Linked DNA regions of Sus scrofa: region 1 is linked to region 2. Evidence: chromatin contacts called from public Hi-C data. All regions are on one chromosome and are shown on one strand. The core of a region is the stretch at or near the end of the contact, and the rest is flanking DNA. Distances in the headings are between cores, read along the strand shown.

What was found. Hi-C and Micro-C count contacts between places; a contact is called where the count stands out from the background.
Region 1: a Hi-C map of embryonic fibroblasts shows a contact between it and region 2, with 2.2 times the contacts expected there. A contact is called at or near these places in 1 of 5 promoter capture datasets (liver), 4 of 47 Hi-C or Micro-C datasets (blood, embryonic fibroblasts and heart right ventricle) and 2 of 2 datasets of targeted methods (alveolar macrophages and skeletal muscle).

The regions. Positions count from the first base shown.
Region 1 is chr3:38,441,126-38,445,964 of Sscrofa11.1, reverse strand. All of the region lies in intron 2 of CREBBP (CREB-binding protein), which reads right to left. Among named protein-coding and RNA genes, the nearest start is that of CREBBP, 55 kb to the right of the region's middle.
Region 2 is chr3:38,386,499-38,391,374 of Sscrofa11.1, reverse strand. CREBBP (CREB-binding protein) reads right to left here and starts at 3,009. Exons shown (of 31, transcript XM_005662184.3): 1 at 2,723-3,009. The coding sequence starts at 2,807.

The DNA of each region.
Region 1 (4,839 bases), core at 2,330-4,829, 54 kb before region 2:
AGTCCACTGGCTGTGCCGCAAGGCTGAATACAATGAGAACGTGCACTTGGAGTCGGTTTACAGGACTGAACAGTTCTGAGCCCCATGGCAGCACACGTGGGAGCGCAGCCTGGCTGTACTACAGGAACTATGCTTACACGCACTCGGCCGGCAAACCCGTGGCTTAGATGGGTGGCCTCGGCCAGCCTGCAGCCCAAGGTTCCCACTGGTACACTGTGATGCTGGTCCATCCGCCTCCACGGTCCCCCTGGGCTGCAAACGGCCTCCGCTGCGGACCTCAGCGTGGGACAGATGCTCTCTTTTCGACTCGTGTCATGACGTGACAACGATCAACATACTGACAAGGAAGCTGTGGGCTCCCAAAGAACAAGAGGATCGTCTCCACCACCTTTTCTAGGGCTGCACCCACTGCCCATGGAGGTTCCCAGACTAGGGGTCTAATCAGAGCTATAGCCGCTGGCCTACGCCACAGCCACATCAACATGGGATCCAAGCCGCATCTGCGACCTACACCACAGCTCATGGCAACACTGGGGAGATCTCCTACTCGGCTAACTCATCTGGTCAGATAAGGGAGGAGCTGAGAACCGAGGAACTAGCCAGCTGTGTCAAGGCAAAGTCACACTGTTCATGAAGTTTCTCCCAGAATGGGTTTCGACAAGACTAGAAGCCCAGTATTCACTTTCTTGCTCCTTCGTAGGAAACAGTCCCTCTGCAGTTAGGGGCACCACAGGTGGTACCTCCTGGCCCAAACTCCCTGATGGTGAGATGCTGGGCCAGGGAGTGCTGGGCAGTCCATGGCAGGGAGGGGTGCTGGGGCAGTCACGCCCTAACACATTTGTGCAAGGTGCGTTTTTTTTGTTTTGTTTTTTGGTTTTGTCTCTTTGTCTTTTTAGGATCGCCCCCGCAACATGTGGAAGTTCCTAGGCTAGGGGTCCAATCAGAACTGCAGCCACTGGTCTACGCCAGAGCCACATTAACACCAGATCTGAGCCGTGTCTGCAACCTACATCACAGCTCATGGCACTGCCGGATCCTTAATCCACTGAGCAAGGCCTGAGTCCTCAGGGATGCTAGTCGGGTTCATTAACCGCTGAGCCACAATGGGAACTCTGGGAGGTGCATTTCTGAGAGAACAAGTCCAATATCAGATTCTCAAAGGGGGTCCTAAGACCCCCTAAAGATTAAGGATGCCTATCCTTGGGGAAGGCACTTCCCTCACAAGTGTCAGGGAAGGGCTGGCTCTTGCCAGGACCTCACACGCCCCTGCCACTTGCAGGCCTGTCCCCGTAGACGGACTCCCATCCATCGACCTTCATCCAACAACCACGCTCACAGATGAACTGTGCCCAGTTTTCAACTCCAAACATCCTGCTGAAAGGCACCCTCACAGATCATAACCATTTATGAGCCCAAAGCTTCAGGGGACACACTGTGTGATGAGCTGAGACTATCAGGAAAGGGAAGAGGAAGGATGCCTAGGACGGAGAAGCACAGCCAGAAACAAGCTGCCACGTCCCAACTGTACCGAGAGCCAGCCCATCAGGGCTTCGGAAATGCTCTGAGTGGCAGCAAACACTGAGTTTGATGTGGTTTTGATGAACCCACTAAACACCTTGTTTTTTCAAAAGCTGAGTTCTTCAGTTTTCCTCACATCTTGATATACACTTAAAACCACACTACACAGCAGAGTGATCAGAGGAAGTACTGCCAGGGTGTGCATGTGTAACTGATGCTGGTCAGGAAACAGAAAGAAAACAAAATATAACCTTTAGCGATAAGTTTAGTTAAGGACAATAGGACAGGTTAAAATTTTTAGCTGCGGAGTTCCTGTCATGCCTCAGTGGAAATGAATCTGACTAGTATCCATGAGGACGCAGGTTCGATTCCTGGCCTCATTCAGTGGGTTAAAAATCTGGTGATGCCATGAGTTGTGGTGTAGGTCACAGATGCAGCTCAGATCTGGCGTGGCTATGGCATAGGCCGGCAGCTGCAGCTCTGATTTGACCCCTAGCCTGGGAACTTCCATATGCTGCAGGTGTGCCCCCCCCCCAAAAAAAAGAGAGAGAGAGGGAGAGAGAGAAAGGGGTGGGGAGAAAATGACACTTCGTTGATATATAAAGGGTGGTCAGAAAGCTTAGAAACAGCAAATCAGCTGGCAGTGAACCTGCTGTGAGGTTCACGCCGCCCCCACCACAAGCGCATCACCCCTGCTTAGGCAGAACCCTGTCTCCTCCGAGCTCCAGAAACCGCTGTCAGAGACAGGCTCAGTGCACCAAGAGCAGGCACTGGCGAACACGGCCCGGAGGCCAAAGCAGCCGAATGCCTGTTTTTGAGAAAACGAGACACAAGTTTTATTAGAACATGGCCACAAATAAGATTTTGTCCTGAGGGGCAGTGAGACATTGTGGACTCTGGCGATATTTACCTGGTCTGAGGGTGGCCCTGCCACTTGCTAGCTGTGTGAACTTGGGCAATTTACTTAAACCTCTCTGTGCCTGAGTTTCGTCACTGGTTAAATGGAGGTAATAGCACCTCCTCTTAAGAGAATTAAGTGGATTCACATATTGAAGCCCCATGAAGAGGGACTGACGTGTAGCAAGGGCTATAGGTGCTGACTAGTACACTGTTACTTGGCTTTGGGGGACTGTTTTACACGAAATATAAACTCTTTCAGAAGAACGTGGAGAGTAATAGTAAAATGAACATTTTTTTTCAGCGAATGTGTGATGGTGGGGAGTGGTTCCAACAGGAAGGGTCACCAGGGGGATTACTGTCATTTTACTGAGACATTTTCAGAGAATCACGAAATAAATGTGACCAAAACAATCTTACACACTTACCAGTTGTAGAAATATGTTTCCCCCCCCTTTCTTTCTTCTTAGGGCAAAACCTGTGGCATATGGAGGTTCCCAGGCTAAGGGGTCGAATCAGAGCTGTAGCTGCCGGCCTACACCACAGCTCAAAGCAACGCCAGATCCTTAACCCACTGAGCGAGGCCAGGGATTGAACCTGTGTCCTCATGGATGCTAGCCAGACTTGTTTCCACTGAGCCATGATGGGAACTCCCTGGATTGAAATTTAAATCAAAACATAGAAGAAGTGAACAAGAAAGACCATTCCCACCAAAAAAGAGATTGATGCAACTCCCACTTGCAAGATGCCGAAGAAAAAGCAACAAACGTTCCATTTGATGTGGCTTCAACCTAACCCAACAGGTTTATTAACCTCAAGTTTTTAGCATCTTTCTTCACGTGTTGGTATACACATAAAACCAAAAATTCATATGAAGTGTGTAAAAAAACACCATTTAGTGAGCAAAATTTTGCCAAATAATTTATGAGTCACAAGTATTCTTTCTTTTCAAGGACAAAAAACCCAAAAAAACAAAAACAGAAAAACAAAACCCAGAACTAACCCAGAGTGTGGCCATATCATCTGGAAAGCCAAAAGCATTTTCTCTTGGCAACCTAACACTGCTGGGAGAAAGCCAAGAGAAGCAGTTTTCGTGGAGAGGCACGGCTGCATTCAGTTGTCTGCTATCACCCGCTTGCTCTTGGACTCCTTCCAGGAGCTCGACTTGGCAAATAAAGAGTAAGTAGAAATACTCTACAGATCGCGAGGCCAAAGCCATTGCCCGGCTGTCCTGTGTCACCTGGGAATAGGAGAACTGGGCTCAAGAGGTGGGGCCGCGTGAGCAGCCCACCTTGCTGAACAACGTGGAAAGCGTGGCCCCACGTCTGCACACTCCCCATAGACAAATAAATTGTAACTGGCCGACAGGTACAGGTATTTACTGACTCTCATGGTACCACACTTGGATAATATGTGTCCAGAATGTGACTCAGAACAGTGCAAACTCCTAAAGAGAAGGTGACAGGACAGCAGACCACTGCCAAGGTCTCAAGCTTGGGGCCTCATTGGTGTTTGCCCAATTGTTCTAGAAACTTCCAGCAACTAAAGCAGTGCCCTAGCACTGACGGTGTTCCTCACCGGTTAAGACACACCGGCTCCCAGGTACAGTCTGCCTTAATTCACAAGCGAAAGCACAGGCCGAGGCCAGTGGGGGAACCAATCCCGAGTCCGTGGTGAACAAGGAGTGTGACCGCGACCTCTCGCTCCCCCTAAGCTTTAGTGCTCCTCAGCCTTCAGACATGAAGCACTGAGATGACACTAGGTGATCTTTAAAGTTCCTGGTGATCCTAAAACCCAGGGACTTTTCTGGTTATACACAATCGGCCCTTGAATCCTAGGGCATCCCACTACTGAAGGCCCAGCGACTGGCAACGAGAGGCAGCTGGGATCAGAGTCCACGAGGCCGAGTGCCTGTCCCTGGGTGAGGGGACCCCACTAAGGCCATGCTCCCCAGGGGCGGCTGGCTGCCTGCTGAGGAGACTGGGACTTTGCAGGGCGCCCCCTGCCATCCCCACTACATGGGCCCCCAACCCTCCACCGCCTTGCGGCCTCCGTGCCATTTCCCAGAGCCTGCAACAGGACGCACTGCCAAGCCAACGAGAGGGGATGAAACTTAAATCCATTACTTCCCCTCATTCTTCCAAGTCCTAACATTTTTTTTTTTTTTTGGTAGGAAAGCAGCCTCTTTAGGATTGAGCCAAGCCAACCCTTACCAAGTCCACAATGGCTAGGGAGAAAGAGGAGGAAGAGAAAAGATGCTAAAAGAGGAGGAAAGAGAAGGGAAAAGCTAAGAAAAGAGCCCTGCACACTTCACAAAGACCTCACCGCAACTCAGCTACAATGCGACAGAAGGCCAAGCTCTTAATAAACCTTACCCCAAGCCTCTACAAGGAGAGCTCTCCTGGTAGGCCAAGAAGCCCCCTC
Region 2 (4,876 bases), core at 1,760-4,259:
TCCTTCTACTCCTAACGCCTCAGCTCTTCCCAGCCACAGAGCTCTCCTCCCTCAAATTTCATCACATGAGCAACGAATAGGCATGGCTCTGCCCGGTCCAATTCTTTTTTTTTTTTTTTCTTTTTGCTATTTCTTTGGGCCACTTCTGCGGCATATGGAGGTTCCCAGGCTAGGGGTCTAATTGGAGCTGCAGCCGCCGGCCTACACCAGAGCCAGAGCAACTCGGGATCCGAGCCGCGTCTGCGACCTACACCACAGCTCACGGCAATGCCGGATCGTCAACCTACTGAGCAAGGGCAGGGACCGAATCCGCAACCTCATGGTTCCTAGTTGGATTCGTTAACCACTGCGCCACGACGGGAACTCCTGCCCGGTCCAATTCTATCCTAGAAGCCACAAACCCATATCTCCTCATTTAAATGAGGCTGAGTCTCTCGAGAATGTTATTCTCAGGTCTCTCCCCATGTTTCCATTTAACAAAATGCCTTCGATCCTTTGACTGCGTGTAATCTAATCCCTTTAGTCCTTGCTTTGCCTTGACAGACATCCTTAAGCCCTGCTTCAGACCAGCAGTTACGGGAGACAAGGCTGTACCTTGCTTCATGTGCTCAGTGAGGGCCCTTCCAAGGCCCTGACACTAAGAGACCCTCTCACAGGGACATGATGGTGCCGAACGCGCCACCAAGGACCCGACACACATATAAAGGTGAATTTATTCTTTGGATTATTTAAACAGAGCTGTTAAAACTGACTTTTTTGTTCCACATTTGGAAAAGCAAAAGAGCTCCAGTGCCTCAAAAGGATCAAAATTAGAAAGGGAAAAAAGTGGTCAAAATCCACCCTTTCTGATAAATTTTACTGTGATCAGCCACACATTAAGTAGATATCTGACCATCCAATAACAGAAGTGCCCCAAGAGCCAGTCCTTTGGGTGCCATCTTGAAAAGAGGTACAAGTTTACAGTGGGACAAGCCTTTCTGCTACGTCTCACGTAACTCCCTTGTCCCTCTGTATAAAAAGCAAAGTCTAAAATAACCTCAATCAACAACAGCAAAGCTGCAAAGCCATTCAAAAGTTACGTTTCAGAGGACAAGCTTCAAAGCAAACTTGTCCAGTATGATCTATATTTCATATGATTAAAGATTTTTCACTCAAACATGCCAAGATTAATGGAGCCAAGATGAGCTATTCTGCAGTAAAATCAGAGTTTTTTAAATGCAGTAAAATCAGAGCATTGAAATCATGGTTGTTCTCACATTTCTCATTTCAGATAAGCTGATTTTACAAAATTAACATCAAACACAACACTTCATCAGTTTTTTTTTTTTAAAGAAGAGTATTATTGGTGACTTTTATACACCATGAGACTTAACTGACTCTTCTCCAACTGTTTCAACAAATTTCATTTCAACTAGACAAGAATCTCATGATTTTTTTTTTACACTTTCTCTCAATTCTACATTAAAAAATAGTCTAGGAATTGTAGTAAAACTGCAGCCACAAAACTCAAGTTTTGTTCCAACAATAGCAATAGATTTTTAGACCACTAGCAGAAAAACGCTAGTGGTCAGTCACAGAAATGTTTGCACAAGCTGAACAGCTGTGTCTACTGCAAATCTGAAGGCACTGCTGCAGCAATATAATTCAATTCTGACCCATTCATTATAAACTGATTTACAGATGCTGCTACTGCAAGATCACAGTGGAGAAATGCAAGCTGCGCTGGGGATCAAATCGTTCACCGAAGCGCACAAGTTTTTAACGCAAAGGAGAGCTCTGAAAGAGGAAATACAACTAGTTCATAACGCTACCATGAACCAGCCCAGAAGAACCTAAAACTATAAATGAATAGAAAACTAAAACACTTCCCTTAGGTAATTGATGTGATCACCTAAGAAAGTTTCCAGGGAAGATGTTTAAAACAGTGAATTTATTCAGTATCCTACCGAAAAAACTAGGGAGGAAGACTGTAATTCCCCCATTCCTTAACATATTTTTTCTTCTTACATCTTCACTGTAAAAGCAACACAAGCTCACTTGCAGATTGCAGCCCGGATCAATCTGCTATTTAACTTTCTTCCGAAGTTACAGTCTTGAAATTAAACACCCCACTTAGGACGTCTTCCGAAGTTTGGGGCTGTGAAAAATGGGATAGCTCAGGAGACCAACAACAAGAGTTTTCAAAGTAACTACTAAGCATTTTTCCCAAGCAGCACATTCCAAAAAACTTCTAAGTCGTAACTCAAGAGGCTGGCTGCAGCTCTGCGTGTCTTCTGGTTGCCTTGTGAATGTGCTACCAATTCAGAAAACATTTCGGGTCCCCTTTGGGCTGCACGCTTTCCTTCCCTCACTGGCAAACGCACCCTCCGCTGTCATCCCTTCAAACAGCCACGCGTGTGTCGACCCACGGCGGCAGAGGGTGGCAAAGGGACTCACCACGCAGAACAAACACGCTCCGCTTTACTTTTCCCCCCTGGAAGTACCACTCGGGCTCCACGCGAGGAGGGCTCGCCAACTCCGGGCTATGCGAGCGCACCGGGCATGTGCCGCCCCACTCGGGCCCCAGGCAGTCTTCCGACAAACTTCCCCCTCCGCGGCCGGGGTCCCGGGGAAAGGGCCCCGCACGCCCGCCCTCGAGTTCGGGTCCCCCGGGGGCACTCACCTCCGGGCAGGGCTGTCAGCGACCCCCGGGGCCCCTGTTCCCGCCCGGCCCCCTACTCACCTGTGCTGTCATTCGCAGAGAAGCCGGGCGAGCTGAGTTTGGCTCGTTTGGGGTTGGGCGGTCCGTCCAGCAAGTTCTCGGCCATTTTCACCTGCTCGCGAAAACAGCCCCGAGCGCGGGCGGCGGGGCCGGCGAGGGCTCCGGGGCGGGGGTCGGCGCCGGCCCCGGCCGGCTGCGAGGGGAGAGCGAGCGCGAGCCGCGAGTCGCGAGCGAGCGCCGAGGGAGAGGGAGGGCGCAGGGCCGGGTGGGGGAGGCGGCGGCCAAATCTCAGCCACAGCAACAGCGCCCCGCAGCGCTCACCGCCCGCCCCCGGCCGCCGCCGCCGCCGCCGCCGCCGGCCGCGGCCCCCTCATCCCCTGCCCGCCTCCCGAGCGCGACACTCCGCGGCGGGGGCGCCCCGGCGGCCCGGCGGCCCCCCGGGCCCGGCTGGCAGCGACGGCGCCCGGCCGGGCGGCTCAGGCAGTCCCCGGGAACATGGTGCCGCCGCCGCGCCGCCGCCTCGCTCCCCCCCCGCGCCCCACTTAATTAATTCGCTCGCGGCCCGACGACCGGGGGGCTCCGGGCTCCGCTCCCTGCCCGCGGCCCGCCGCCGCCGCCGCCGCCGCGAGGAAAAACAATGAGCGAAGCGGGGCCGCCGCCGCCGCCGCCGCCGCGGCCCCCCCACCCCCCGTTCCGCCGCCGCCGCCGCCGCCGCTGCCGCCGCCGCCGCCGCCGCCGCCGCGGCTCCGGGAGGCCGAGCCGAGAGGCGAGCGGGGCCGCCGGAGCGGGCGCCGAGGGCCAGGCGGAGCGGGCCGGCCGGGCGGAGCGGGGTGCGCGGGCGGTTGTGGGGCCCGGGACCGGCGGGGCCGAGTAGATCGCGCTCGAAGCCCCGGTCGGGTCCGCGACAAGATGGCGGCTGTTGATTCCTCAATTAAAAAAAAAAGAAAGTTTTTTTTCTTCTCTTTCCAGAGCCTGAACGGGGAGGGGGAGGGGGCGGGGCACGCCGGTGCGTCACCCCCCCCCGCGGCGTCACCACGCACGGCCCCCGCCCCGCCCCCTCCACCTGCGCCGGCCGCAGCGGAAAGAGCCGAGCGCGTTCGGACGGAAAGGGCCGAAGGCGCGGCTGCCGTACGTCGTGCGGCCGAGTGGCGGGGCGGCTAGACTGCCCGGCGGGGGCCGGGCCTGCGGGGCGCCGGGCGCCGGGCACCGCCGCCACTTTTGTTCTGACGGCGACTGGGCGGCGAGGGGTCTGGCTGCGGCCTGGCAGCAAGCCGGGCCCCCAGGCGCGGAGTTGGCGCCGCCCGGGCCTGCCCGTCCCGCAGGCGACTCTGCCCAGTCCCGGCTCCCCGCGCCCCTGCTCCGCGACCCTTCTCGGTGACCAGGGCTGGCAGCTTCTCCCCGCCGGATGCCAGCGTTGTGTCGTGGCCTCTGCAGGTTACAGACTGCTCTTGGGTCCGCCCGTGAGCGAGTGCAGATGGGGAAACTGAGGCAGGAAGTGGCAGGGCCGAGATTCGAAGGCCTCCACGTGAAGTGAGGAGGACGCAGGACTCCTGAGCCCTTGTTCCCCAGCCTGATGCAATAGGGGCCCCAGGTCCGACACCCTCACCTGCACCGGGAAGTGGTGAGCGCTGCTTCCCAGCCAAGCACACTCAGTCTGCGCCGGGCCCAGAAGGCCCCATTACATCAGGGCTTAGGGCCCTCGTGCCCTACGCAACCATCTGGACCCCGCAGGTGCTGCAGTCAGGTGTGAGGTTCCCCCGGAGGCCCGCCCGCGTGCCCACTATCCGCAGGACAGTTACACACAAATCTAAGGTGTTCACACATCTCAGCTCATTATCTGCTTCTCACAATTTGCCTGGGCTTCATCCCACGTCTTTATCTGAAGGGTATCACCAACGACCTGTTTGTTTCCTAAGCCAGAATTCTGTGAGTCCTCCTCTCCCTCCACCCACCAAGCAACCTGCCTCCCCAGATCCTTTACCTGGACAAATGGCTCTTCCTCCTCGTTCCACTGCCCCAGAGTCTTTTTTTTTTTTTCTTTTTGCTATTTTTTTGGGGGGCATATGGAGGTTCCCAGGCTAGGGGTTGAATCGGAGCCGTAGCCACCAGCCTACGCCAGAGCCACAGCAACACGGGATCCGAGCCGCGTCTGCAATCTACACCACAGCTCACGGC